2 separate regions of the Rattus norvegicus genome follow, and region 2 is linked to region 1. Evidence: chromatin contacts called from public Hi-C data. All regions are on one chromosome and are shown on one strand. Each heading gives the region's core, a stretch centred on a gene start, on an enhancer-like site or on the middle of the called end of the contact. The rest is flanking DNA. Distances are from core to core; before and after follow the strand shown. Region 1 has its middle 17 kb from the start of Gpatch8. Region 2 overlaps Adam11 (ADAM metallopeptidase domain 11).

Region 1 (6,579 bases), core at 2,866-5,365:
CAAGCGCTCTACCACTGAGCTAAATCCCCAACCCCGATGTTGTTTTTTAATAGCCTGGTGTTCTTTGTTATCTAAAGGGATGAGTCACACCGGAATCCCCCAGACTATTGTGTTTATCCCAAATTCTTCCTCCCTAGACCTTCATCTTGAGCATTGATTTTCAGTCAATAACCACCACCATCACCAACCCCCACCCCAGGGGAAATGTCACGTGGACTTTGTAAGAGTTTTGATGTAGTCATGCCTTAAGCTTTATTGTATACCATCATTGAGATAACTGTTACCAGGAAACCTTTTTCCAAAATTATACTGTATAAGGATATGTTTAAAACAGGGCTGGAGAGATGGCTCAGGGGTTAAGAGCACCAACTCCTCTTCCAGAGGTCCTGAATTCAAATCTCACAACCACATGGTGGCTCACAACCATCTGTAATGAGATCTGATGCCCTCCTCTGGTGTGTCTGAAGACAGCAACGGTGTACTCACATGTGTATACACACACACACACACACACACACACACACACACACACACACACATATATATATATATAAAATCTTAAAAATATGTTTAAAATAAGTTTTCCCATACACTGGATGTAAGACAATTCAATTTTCTGGTCAGGAAAGCTCCGCGGGGGACAGGGAAGGGCTAAAACCAGAGGCGGTTCTTAGCTTCCGTGTGGGCTAGCAAGGGAGGCAGAGTACTCGTCAGGTGGATAAGATGAGGAGAGAGGAGCTTCTGTTTCCTTTCGTTAACTGTTCATTTATTCTGAGACAGGGTCTCCCTGTGTAACTCTGGCTGCCCTGGAAGTTGTTAGTATAGACCAGGTTGACCTTGAACTCACAGAGATCCATTCCTCTCTGTTGTCTAGGACTATCCTCCAAGCCAAACTACTAATCGTGACTCTTGTGAGTTCAAAAATGCCAGGACTATGCTATTCCCCAAAGATATCGTTCCTCTGCCTTCTCTGGCTCTTCTCTTCTTCCTGCCCTATCTACCACCCTGTCCCCTGAGCCTTCTGAAAGCAGCCCTGATTGGTTTTTTGTTTGTTTGTTGTTTGTTTTGAACAGGGTTTCTTATATTCCAAGCAGGCTTGAGTTCACTGGGTAGATGAAGATGGCCTTGAATTTCTGATCCTTCTCATGCTGGGATTACAGGTGTGGCCTCCACACCTCAGTCTATGCAGGCCTAGGGGTCAGGCCTAGGGCCTATGTGTGCCTAATTGAACTGCATCCTCAACCCAGTTCCAATTACAGAAAGAGGGGCGGGCAGCATGGCTCAAATGGTAAAGGTACTTGGTCACCAAGCCTGATGAGCTGAGTTTAATCCCTGGAAAACCCACATGGTGGAAGGAGAGAGCTGACTCTTACAAATTGTCCTTTGACCTTCCATGGATACAAGCACACACCAACACACACACATACACACACACACACACACACACACACACACACACACACACACACCAATGTAATAAAAAAAAAAAAAAAAAACTTAAAAAAAAACCAAACCCAGTGGTTTGAAAATCAGAACCAGAAGTAAAAAGTTTAGATTCATGAACAACCACTTTACCTCAGGTAAGAGTGAGTGGTATTGAATACATGTAGCTGTGAGTTTCGGCTACGCCTCTTTGACTCCTGGTGGATCACAAGCCCCGCCCAGGAACTACTTTTGGATCCTTGAATGAAAAACACACGGGAATTGGTTTTTCCTGAAAATGCATTGACTCTCTTGAAGACTGGGTACCCCTAAGCCTTTCCCTGCAGGTCCCCGGGCCCAGTCAGGGAAGTGGCCAGTGGCCCCTTACCCGAGATCTCACGTGTCTAGTTGGCTTTAGCTCCTGCAGCTTCTGCATCCCTTCCCTCTTCCCAGAGTCATGGTGATTCTCCCCACTCCACTCTTCATCCTACCCTCACCCTAGGAACTCTAAGTGTCCGCCCCTTGCCCAGCCATTTGCCTTTGGTGTCTTTATTTTTTATTTTATTTTTTTAAGAACCATCTTTTATTGGGGGAGGGGTCACCAATCCTTCTTGGCCGCCGCCTTCCGCATGGCTGCCAGCACGTTGCTCAGCTCCTCCCTCTTTCTCTTGGCGCGGATGTACGCGCCCACCCTCTTCTTGATAAACTTGAGTGCTCGCTTGTCCTTGGACACCTTGAGCAGCTCCATGGCGCGCCGCTCGTAGGGCGCGAAGCCGCACACCTCCCGGATCATATCTTGCACGAACTTGGTGTGCTTAGTGAGGCGCCTGCGGCGGCGGCTGTGTCTCGGCTTGCTGATGTTTTTTCGTCACTTGGTGGCCTTTGTTGAGGCCCACGGCCATGGGGTAGCGCAGGGCCATGGCTGCAGCTTTCCGATGGCGGCCGGACAGGAAGCTGGTGTCTTTATTGGTCGATCAGAAACCAATCGAGGACAAAGAATTTCAGCATCTGGGGCTGGAGAGATGGCTCAGTGGTTAAGAGCACTGACTGCTCTTCCAGAGGTCATGAGTTCAAATCCCAGCAACCACATGGTGGCTCACAACCATCTGTAAAGAGATCCGATGCCCTCTTCTGGTGTGTCTGAAGACAGTGACAGTGTATTCGTCATATATAAAATGAATAAATAAAATCTTTTAAAAAAAAAGAATTTCAGCATCTGGACACGCAGTTTTCTGATTGAGTCAAAGCATTAGAACCAATCTCCAACAAATATATATGTGTATGTGTGTGCATGTATGCATGGGTATACATGTGTATGTATGTATTTATACATACACACACAATGTGTGTGTAGATAAGGCACACATGTGGAGGTCAGAGGACAACCTGCAGGAGGTAGTCTTCACAGCTGTCTTGAGAGTTCCTTCCAACGTGCATGTGAGGGTCAAACTCAGGTCCTTACGTTTAGCATCGGGGCCCCTTTACTCACCGAGGCATCTCTCAGGGCCTTTGAATTATTATTATTATTATTATTATTTTTTTGGTTCTTTTTTTTGGAGCTGGGGACCAAACCCAGGGCCTTGCGCTTCCTAGGCAAGCGCTCTACCACTGAGCTAAATCCCCAGCCCCTGAATTTATTTTTAAAACCTTTAGAAGTTTTACTTATCGCCGTGCCACATGCATGTATGATGCACGGGTTTGCATGCTGGCACCCACACACCACAGCACACATGTGGCACCCACACAACATAGCACACATGTGGAGGTTGGGCTCAGGAGTCTTTTCTCTCTCTTTGTCTTGAGATCCGGGGAGCAAACTCAGGCCTTTAGGCTTCTGAAGCTCAGATTATTCTGACTCTTCTAGTCCTGTGACTTTGGGCAGGTGACCTGGATATGTACCTCAGTCTCCTGGGTTGTAAAACAGCAGAGAGTATCTGGCCGTATTGTATGTCAGGTTTCAGTTCCATTGCTAATTGTGTTTGATCTACTGCCCTAGAACTCCGAGGGGCGATGAGGGAAAGTGCATGTCATACAGCACACGTTACAAACACCGACTGTGAGTAATTAAAAAATTAACCATCTGCTGAACATATTTCACGCGTTTCTCATTTTTAAAATCATATATTTACTTTTATTTTATACACATTGGTGTTTTGCTTGCATGTATTTCTGTGTGAGGATGTTACAGACAGTTGTGAGCTGCCCTGTGAGTGCTAGGAATTGAACCCAGGTTCATCTGGAAGAACAGACTCTTAACCCCTGAGCAATCTCTCCAGCCCCGGGTGGCTTAGCCCCAGGTTGTCCCCAGGTTGCTCATTCTGTGTGTGTATCTTTCTCTCCCTCCCTCCTAACTTCCCTCCCTCCCTCCCTCCCTCCCTCCCTCCCTCCCTCCCTCCCACTCTTCCCCTCCCCCTCCCCCCTCTCTTTCTCGATCTCATTCCCAATGTAGCCTCCTGCCTCTGCCTCTCAAATACGGGGTTGTACCAGTGTACACCGCCACGCCCCGCTGTTATTTAACGCACTTTTATTAAAAGATTCCACGTGCGTGGTCTCCCAGAGAATGAGGAGTGGGAAGGACCACAAATGGACCTGAATGTACTTCAGTTCACCCACTTCCCAAATCATCCCGCACGGTCACTCGTGCTGGGGCCCACTAGGACCTCAGTCCAGCAGAGGGCGCTGTGACCTCAAAATGCAATTCTCAGCCTGCCCCTTGGCACAGACGTGCGGAGATGGAAGGAGGGAACCCACTGGGGCATTTTGGCTGCACCCCCTTCAGGCCCTTTGTCCCAACCAACTTCTTTCTCCAAGCACTCAGCAAATCTCCTCAGCCACGCTGCTTGCTGCGGTGTGAACATCACCTCCCTTACTCAGTGAAGCGATCGGCTGGAGATTTCAGCCTTCTGTTACTCAGTGAAGTAACAGATCGGCTAGAGATTTCAGCCTCTGGATCTTTTTTTTCTTTTTTTTTCTTTTTTAAAAAACCCTAAGAGCCTCATTTCAGCGGTGAATCATCGGCCTTGTGCTGCTTGCTCTCTTTCTGTTCCAAATTCCAAGGCGGCAACTTCTGTCTTAGCCTTCTGGGCACCCGCAGCCATCTTTATCGCAGCCCAGCTCCTCAAAACAAAATTCATTCACTCTCCAGTCTACTCTTGTTTCAACTGTGCTGGAAGACAAAGAGCCTCTTCTCCCAGTCTTTCATCAAACAGTTCTTTGGGACCAAGATTACTTTCATGCAGAGTTGAAGAGAGTTAACCTTTATTGAGGGCATACGCTGCGCCAAGCACTTGACATTACCCTCTCAATTACTCTGAGAGGTTTCTGGCCCATTTAGTAGGTGACACAGTTAAGGCTAAGGGACATTCTAAGGTCACACAGTATGGAGCCATTTTTTTTTAAATAATAATTTTTGGAGAGGGCAAAAGGTTGGAGAAATGGCTATGCAATTAAGATTACTTGTTGCTAGGGGTTGGGGATTTAGCTCAGTGGTAGAGCGCTTGCCTAGGAAGCGCAAGGTCCTGGGTTCGGTCCCCAGCTTTTGCAAGAGGAGCCAGGTTTGCAAGAGGAGCCAGGTTTGGTCCCCAGACCCCTCATTGTAACTTACATTTGCCCACACTTTCCATTGGGAAAGATTTCACACGCTCTGGCCTCCTTGGGCAACAGGCACACATATGATATACAAACCTAAGGTTTTAAAATTAATTAATCTATTGTGCTGCACTGCATACAGAAGAATGCATAACATGCCCAGGACACTGTTCTGAAGGGTCAGGTTTCTTCTTCCACTGTGTGCACTGGGGACTGAGCTCAGGCAAATGCTATACCAATGAGCTACATCCCCAGCCTTCCAATAACATTTGTTTGTCTGTTTTTTCCAGATATGGTTTCTCTGGGTAGTCCTGGCTATCCTGAAACTCACTCTGCAGGCCAGGCTGGCCTCCAACTCATAGATCCACCTGCCTGTGCCTCCTGAATGCTGGGATCAAAGGTGTGCACCACCACCATGAGAGATTTTTTATTTATGAGCATGTGTGCCAGTTGAGTGCACTGGACTTATAGGCTTTTGTGAGCCGAACTAAGCTTGGGTCCTCTCGAAGATTGGCACCCACTCCTCATTACTGAGCCATCTCTCCAGTCCCCAACAAACTTCTTTGTATTACATTTATTTGTGAGATGGGGGAACACGCACACCATAGAGGATGTGCGGAGGTCAGAGGACAAGTTGCAGGAACCACTTTTCTTCTGCTGTGTGGGTCCCAGGGATGGCGGGCAGGTCATCAGACTTGATGTCAAATCCCTCTGCCCACTGAACCATCTCACCAGCCCACTAACTCTTTTTTGTTTAATACCAAAGTACTTTATGTGTGTGAATTTTTGTCTGTGCACCATGTTTTTGCAGTGCTCACAGAAGCCAGGAGAGGACACTAAATTCTCTGGAACTGGAGTTTTTTGCTTTTTGTTTTTTTTTCCGGAGCTGAGGACCGAACCCAGGGCCTTGTGCTTGCTAGGCAAGTGGTCTACCACTGAACTAAATCCCCAACCTCAGGAACTGGAGTTTTACAAACAGGTGTGAGCCACCATGTGGATACAGGGCTGGATGCTGAGAATGGATCAGCCCGGGTTCTCTGGAAGAACAACCAGAGTGCTCTTAATTGCTTAACAAGCTCTCTAGCCCCCTAACAATGTCACCTCAGCTAACCTGGACTTGCTATTTCGACCAGGTTGGTCTAGAAATCATAGAGATCCTCCTGACCCCGCCTCCTGAGTGCTGGGATCAAAGGTGTGCACCATATGCACAGCCTAACGATAACGAAAGCAATAAAAATATTTTATTTGTTAATTTTAACTGTGAATTTGTGTGTGTCTGCATGTAGGTACACACACACACACACACACACACACACACACACACACAAACACGAGTATAGGTAAATTTGGAGGCCACAGGCATTGGAGTCCCTGGAGCTGGAGTGACATGTTTGTGAGCTGCCATGGTAGTGCAGGGATTCGAACTCAGATACTCTGGAAGAACAGCCAGTGTTCTTTATCACTGATCCATCTCTCCTGTACCTCCCTCAATTTTTCAAATGGTCTTTGAGTGCCTGGACTTGTGGGACCCAAACAGGCTCTACGGATTGTTCAATATCCTTTTTTAAT
Region 2 (6,579 bases), core at 2,521-5,020, 210 kb after region 1:
CTGGGGTATGGCAGGTTCTATGTAAGAGCCAGCTGTTGGTCTCAAAGGAGTCTAGGATCTCTTACCAGCCTCAACAGATAGCCAGGGGCTGCTGCTGTGGCCTAGTGTCCTCATTTTATGGGGTAGAGGAAGCTGGCCCAGAAAGTGTTGGGAGCTTGCTCATGGGTGACAGAAAGCATTAGGAGCTCCCCCAGCTTAGAGCCCCTGGTGTTCCTGAGACTGCAGTCCTCCCTGTACTGTCTCCCTGCCTCCATGTTGGGGCAGGCTGTCCTATTCACAGCTTTCCCACTCCACAGGGGGCTGGAGACCACTGTTACTACCACGGGAAACTCCGTGACAACCCACACTCCTTTGCTGCACTCTCTACCTGCCAGGGGCTGCAGTGAGTATGGGGGGCACTAGGCAGCACTGGGGGGGGCCTGTGCCTGGTCCAGGATGGTGGAGAACTGCGCCTCTCTCTACAGTGGGGTCTTCTCTGATGGCAACCTGACTTACATCGTAGAGCCTAAGGAGATGGCTGGGCCTTGGGGACCCCCACAGGTAAACAAGGCCTGCAGGGCCTTCCTGCCCCCCTTTTGATGGCCATGCTGTGACTTCCCCTGACAGCTTGTGGTGCCTCCTCCCCTCCAGTAACCTCAGCCTCACTGCCCTGGATGACCCCAGCTCTGGTTCCTGCCTTCTGTGCCCCCATCTCCGATGTCCCCTCTGTCCCCCAAGTGACCTCTCACTGGGCTCCAGTGTCCTTTGCCCCTGTCTCTCAGGGCGCCCCCAGGTCTTGACCCTGGAATCTGAGCATCTGGGAGATCAGATCCGACATGGGAGCTCTGGCCAGTTCTGGGTCACCCCGGGGTGGGGTGGGGGAAGGGCAGGAGCTGCCCCCAATCTGGGCTCAGAGCAGATCTGCTTGGCTCCCCAAGAACTAAATCCCCTCGTTGCAGGGACCCCTTCCCCACCTCATTTACCGGACCCCTCTCCTCCCAGCCCCCTTTGGATGCAGGGAACCAGGTAAGAGAGGGGAAGGGGGCGGGGCTGGACAGCTAGGCCCCTCTCACCTCCCGCTCTCCACAGGCTGCCTGTTTGCAGTCCCTGCCCAGTCTGCTGCCCCCAGCCGGCCCAAGCTAAGAAGGAAAAGGCAGGTACGGGGCCCGCACAGCCTCGGGCTGCAAGACCTTAGAGAATGGTCCAGGGCAGGACATCCCCACCTATGGCTGGGCAAACGAGCTCTCAGCGCTGAGGCCAGGGGCCAGGGAACTATTTCCAGAAAGGGCCCCTCAACTCCTCCCTAATACCGGCGTCTACCCGGGTCCCCATTTGGGGGGCCTCAGATACTGCATGCCCTCTGCTCTCATTTCCAGGCTGGGAGGGATGGCATTTTCTGCCAGTTGAGGGCTGGCACCATCCCTGACTGGAGACCAGGATGCCCCCTCCCCACAAGTCTGCCCATGGTTTGCCCATGAGTCCAGACATGGAAGGGACTGATTCCAAGTGCCCACCCACCCTCCAGGTCCGCAGGGGCCACCCCACGGTGCACAGCGAGACCAAGTATGTGGAGTTGATTGTGATCAACGACCACCAGCTGGTAAGTCCCCGGGGTAAGGGGGACCCTGGGAGGAGGGGGTCCCAGGGAGCTTTGCCTTCTTACCCCACCTCTCTCACAGTTTGAGCAGATGCGGCAGTCTGTGGTCCTCACCAGCAACTTTGCAAAATCTGTTGTGAACCTGGCAGACGTGGTGAGCAGCACCCCTACTCCCCTCTCCCCTTCCTTCTCACCCCCACCATACATCCAGGCATCCATAGGTCATTGTCAGTCGCTGACCTCCCACTCCTTGAAAACATAGATTGCAGCCTCCCTCCAACCCCCTCCCCCATCTTCTCTCTGGGCCCAGATATACAAGGAACAGCTCAACACAAGAATTGTGCTGGTTGCCATGGAGACGTGGGCAGATGGGGACAAGATCCAGGTGCAGGATGACCTACTGGAGACCCTGGCCCGGCTTATGGTCTACCGGCGGGAAGGTCTGCCTGAGCCCAGTGATGCCACCCACCTCTTCTCGTGAGTTCCCGCACCGTGTACCCTGCCGGCTTTTGCTGGCTGCTAGTTCTTACCGCCTGTGCCAGGCCCTCTTTTCGGGGCCTGCAGGTGGCGCTCACCTTGCACCTGACACCTGCTTCCAGCCACGTGCACCGGCTGGGCATCCTCTGCGCGTTGGGCTGTGCAGGGGACGTGCTCTTTGACTTCCCATCACCCCTTCCTCAGTGGTGAAGTACTCTAGTGATGGGCAAACCCAATTAAAAGCCCCGAAAACCTCATTATGGCTTAAGGGTGAATGAACCCAGATAGGGGTCGGGGACGCCTGAGGCCACCAGGCTGAGTGAAGGTTCCTGTGACGTCATCCTGACCGCTCTCTCCCTTCTAGGGGTCGGACCTTCCAGAGCACCAGCAGCGGGGCGGCCTACGTAGGCGGTATCTGTTCACTGTCCAGGGGTGGAGGTGTAAACGAGGTGAGTGCACAGGGTCCCAGCAGAGACAAAGGCTTGCTAAGACACGGTGGCTGTTGGGAGCATGTAGACAGCCTGCGCCCCATCTTCCCCATCCCTAGTATGGCAACATGGGAGCCATGGCAGTGACCCTGGCCCAGACGCTAGGGCAGAACTTGGGCATGATGTGGAACAAACACCGGAGCTCAGCAGGTACTAACCCTGAAACCCACAGCCCTCCCAGACCCACACAGCACCTCAAGAAATGAAGGGACCGGTGGCGGTGTTCCTCCATCCCGTCTCACGGCGTTCTTTAATCTCTTAGGGGACTGCAAGTGTCCAGACATCTGGCTGGGCTGCATCATGGAGGACACAGGGTGAGTTCTTGGAGACAGACTTTGGGAAGGGTTTGGGGTAAGAAGAGGCCGTCAGGGACCACTCAGGATAACCAAGAATAAAGGTTATCTGTAAATAGTTCAGGGACGCTGGGATACCAAAAACTGCCAGACTGCAGCGCGCTCTCTGGCCACTGGGAGGCACTTGAGCCTCGTGCGAGGCGCCGTCCCTCCCAGGCTTTGCAACACTGGGCTCTTTGTCCCGAGTTTTAGTGGAGCGAACGCAAGCAACGTCCTCCACCCATTCCTGGATGGGAGTCTGGGATTGACTGTCGTGCAATCACAGGGCAGTCTCATTGTAGTAGTAACCAAGTCTCCCGTGGGAGGGCTGTCCCCAGCAACACAGTGCCCCTCACGCCCGTCCAGGTTCTATTTGCCCCGCAAGTTCTCGCGCTGCAGCATCGACGAATACAACCAGTTTCTGCAGGAGGGAGGCGGGAGTTGCCTGTTCAACAAGCCCCTCAAGGTACCAGCGTGGAGAACGGGGAAGCAGGAGTGGGCAGGGTCCCAGCCAGGCTCCTGACATCCCCCTCTCCCTCCAGCTCCTGGACCCTCCCGAGTGCGGGAACGGCTTCGTGGAGGCCGGGGAGGAGTGCGACTGCGGGTCGGTGCAGGTGAGCGGTCCGGTGCCCAGGACTCGCGCGTGGCCTCCAGGAAGGGAGAGTACAGAGTGGGAAGAGGCTAGCCCGGCTCTCCACTTTTCCCTGCCACCCTCAGGAATGCAGCCGAGCCGGGGGCAACTGCTGCAAGAAATGCACCCTGACGCACGACGCCATGTGCAGCGACGGGCTCTGCTGTCGCCGCTGCAAGGTGAGGACCAAGCCAGCAGGCGACTGGGGACAGGGCGGGGTGGAGAGGGAAAGAAGCAAAGAAACGATTGGACGCCCTGAACAAGAGGCGGGAATGAGGAGGAGCTGAGTATGTGTGGGCGGGCCTTGTCCGGAAGAAAGCGCCAATGAGGGAGGAGTTAAGAGCTGCGGGGCCGGAGGTGGGGTGGGGTGGGATGGGATAGGGGGGAGTCACCCTCACTGTTGAGAGTGGAGAGGGGCGGAAAATGAGAAACAGGCCTAGGGACCCACGTTCCAGGACAGTAACCCTGGAAGGGCAGTGGCGAGATGTTTATCCTCTCAGAAATACGTGCATGTTTTTCCTAGTATGAGCCACGAGGTGTCTCCTGCCGAGAAGCGGTGAACGAGTGTGACATCGCGGAGACCTGCACTGGCGACTCAAGTCAGGTCTGCCAAACCAGCTGTCCTGTGGACGCTCAAAGCAAGACAGCCTCCTCCCTCATACGTTTGGCTCTGAAGAGTTGGCTACTCTGTTTCCTCTCTGCTTTGCAGCAGGTCACAGCGCCTGCCGCCGCTAGCCAGCCCCAGTTTTGTTTGTTTGTTTGCTCTTCCCTCTGAGAAAGGGGTCCTTCGAGTCTCCTAGCTCCATTCCTTCAATCATTAAATAAGCATTTGTAGTGAGGCTGGTACTCCCACCGCCTGGCACCAGTGTCTAGTGTATTCTAGGGATCAGGTGGATCGTAGTATCGGTTAACTAGATCTTAGGCTCTTAGGCTTCCAGGGTATTGTATGCCAGAAACTGCCGAAGCCCGGAAAAGCCTATGAGACTTACCAGTCAAACAGGCCCCTGTCCTTCATGCGGTTGAGCCCTGTAACACGAGGCCTCTTTGGTACCCTGCATTCTTCCCCGGTACCTCAGCTCAGCTCTGGGCCGCCCTGCTCAGCCAGCCCCTCTCTCTACAGTGTCCCCCTAACCTTCACAAGCTGGATGGTTACTACTGTGATCACGAGCAGGTATGAGGGATGAGGGTGCGGTCCTCCCGTCCGAAATCAGTGCAGTCCTATCTCCACCAGGATCCCTCAGTGTCTTCATGCTTCGTCTTCTATGGGTCACAGGGTCGATGCTATGGAGGCCGCTGTAAAACCCGGGACCGGCAGTGCCAAGCCCTATGGGGCCATGGTGAGTCCAGCTGGGTATAGGGAACAGACTCAGAGTTAGGCTGGGGTAACTTCTGGTTGAGCATGCAACCAGTGTGGCGTCTGAGGACCTTGGCATCAAGCCCAAGGATGATTAGGTCTGAGTTTTGGAGGTGCAGGTCTGAGATCCTAGAAGGATTCTGGGGTCTGTGGGGGTGATGCTTCATCCATCTCTCTCTCTCTCTCTCTCTCTCTCTCTCTCTCTCTCTCTCTCTCTCTGTCTGTCTAGTGGCTGCGGATCGTTTCTGCTACGAGAAGCTGAATGTAGAGGGGACAGAGCGTGGAAATTGTGGGCGCAAGGGATCTGGTTGGGTCCAGTGCAACAAGCAGTGAGTAGCACCCCAGCTCCACGGTCGGGGAATTTCCAGAGGTAAAGGCAGCTCTAGGAAGAGTCTGTGAGGCCAGAGTCGGGAGGAACAGGCTCGGTACTTGGGTCTGCAGTGAAATTTGGGTTCAGTGGTCCCATGTGTCCCAACAGGGATGTGCTCTGTGGCTTCCTTCTATGTGTCAACATCTCTGGAGCTCCTCGGCTAGGGGACCTAGGGGGCGACATCAGCAGTGTCACCTTCTACCACCAGGGCAAGGAGTTGGACTGCAGGTGTTGTCTGGGGACCATGGCTGGGGGGCGGGGGATGAAGTGACAACTGTGATGGGGACTAGAGGACAGGGATTGAGGCTGGCGATATCACCTCTCCAGGGGAGGCCACGTGCAGCTAGCTGATGGCTCAGACCTGAGCTATGTGGAGGACGGCACAGCCTGTGGGCCCAACATGCTGTGCCTGGATCATCGCTGCCTGCCGGCCTCCGCCTTCAACTTCAGCACCTGCCCCGGAAGCGGAGAGCGACGGATCTGCTCCCATCATGGGGTGGGTGTCTGGAGGCCAGGGGGAGCATCCTGGAGGAGGCTTGCATAGGGAAGTGGCCTCGCTTAACCATGCTGGCCTCACCTACCTGTAGGTTTGCAGCAACGAAGGGAAGTGTATCTGTCAGCCAGACTGGACAGGCAAAGACTGCAGTATTCACAACCCACTGCCCACATCCCCTCCCACCGGGGAGACTGAGAGATACAAAGGTGAGGCTGCAACTGGCCAGCACCGTCTGCATTGCCCGTTTTCCATGCTTGTCCCTGCCAACCAAGCCCTGCCCTCCTCCCCAGGTCCCAGCGGTACCAACATCATCATTGGCTCCATCGCCGGGGCTGTCCTGGTCGCAGCCATCGTCCTGGGCGGCACGGGCTGGGGATTTAAGTAAGAGACACATGCTCCCTAGATCCCCTCCAGGTGCTTAGGGGTTCAGCACCCCAGACTGTTGGAGCCTAATGGCCTCCCTGACAGGTTAGCCCACCCTGAACTCACACATTGGTCATTCAAGCCAGACCACACGGTCTTGTTTGAACATTTTAAGGAACTACCTGCTCATATCCAAACGCCAGACTTTTCGGGAACAGCCTTGACTCAACCTCCTGAAGATTTACTTCTCAGTGCATCCCAGCATTGCCAGGGGGAGAGGTGGCTAGGGCTTGTCTGAGATGTCCCCCAGCTCCTATCCACATTCAGCCCAAAAACTCTAGGACATTGCAATTAGGGTCTGGTCTAGGCCCCACACTGGGCACTTGAAGAGCCCTGAGGCCCAAGGTCACAAGGTGACTTAGTATCGGAACTAGGATTTGAACCCTTTACCAAGCTGGGATAGATCTCTACGGTCTGTCTATGGGGCAGGTC

The links. Hi-C and Micro-C count contacts between places; a contact is called where the count stands out from the background.
Region 2: a Hi-C map of Schwann cells shows a contact between it and region 1, with 6 times the contacts expected there. The contact joins two enhancer-like sites. A contact is called at or near these places in 2 of 12 Hi-C or Micro-C datasets (Schwann cells and kidney).

Annotation. Positions count from the first base shown.
Region 1 is chr10:88,025,921-88,032,499 of GRCr8, forward strand. It overlaps the pseudogene LOC108352139. Among named protein-coding and RNA genes, the nearest start is that of Gpatch8, 17 kb to the left of the region's middle. Within about 2 kb of position 4,116, at least 12 of the 93 cell types and tissues checked have an H3K27ac peak or open chromatin away from gene starts, as enhancers often do. A contact at or near this core is called in Schwann cells, where this site is marked.
Region 2 is chr10:88,233,606-88,240,184 of GRCr8, forward strand. Adam11 (ADAM metallopeptidase domain 11) reads left to right here. Exons shown (of 25, transcript NM_001108300.1): 4 at 297-382; 5 at 465-540; 6 at 939-1,005; 7 at 1,069-1,136; 8 at 1,505-1,579; 9 at 1,659-1,730; 10 at 1,887-2,053; 11 at 2,418-2,502; 12 at 2,601-2,691; 13 at 2,804-2,855; 14 at 3,240-3,339; 15 at 3,416-3,487; 16 at 3,591-3,683; 17 at 4,028-4,108; 7 more. Among named protein-coding and RNA genes, the nearest start is that of Adam11, 12 kb to the left of the region's middle. Within about 2 kb of position 3,771, at least 35 of the 93 cell types and tissues checked have an H3K27ac peak or open chromatin away from gene starts, as enhancers often do. A contact at or near this core is called in Schwann cells, where this site is marked.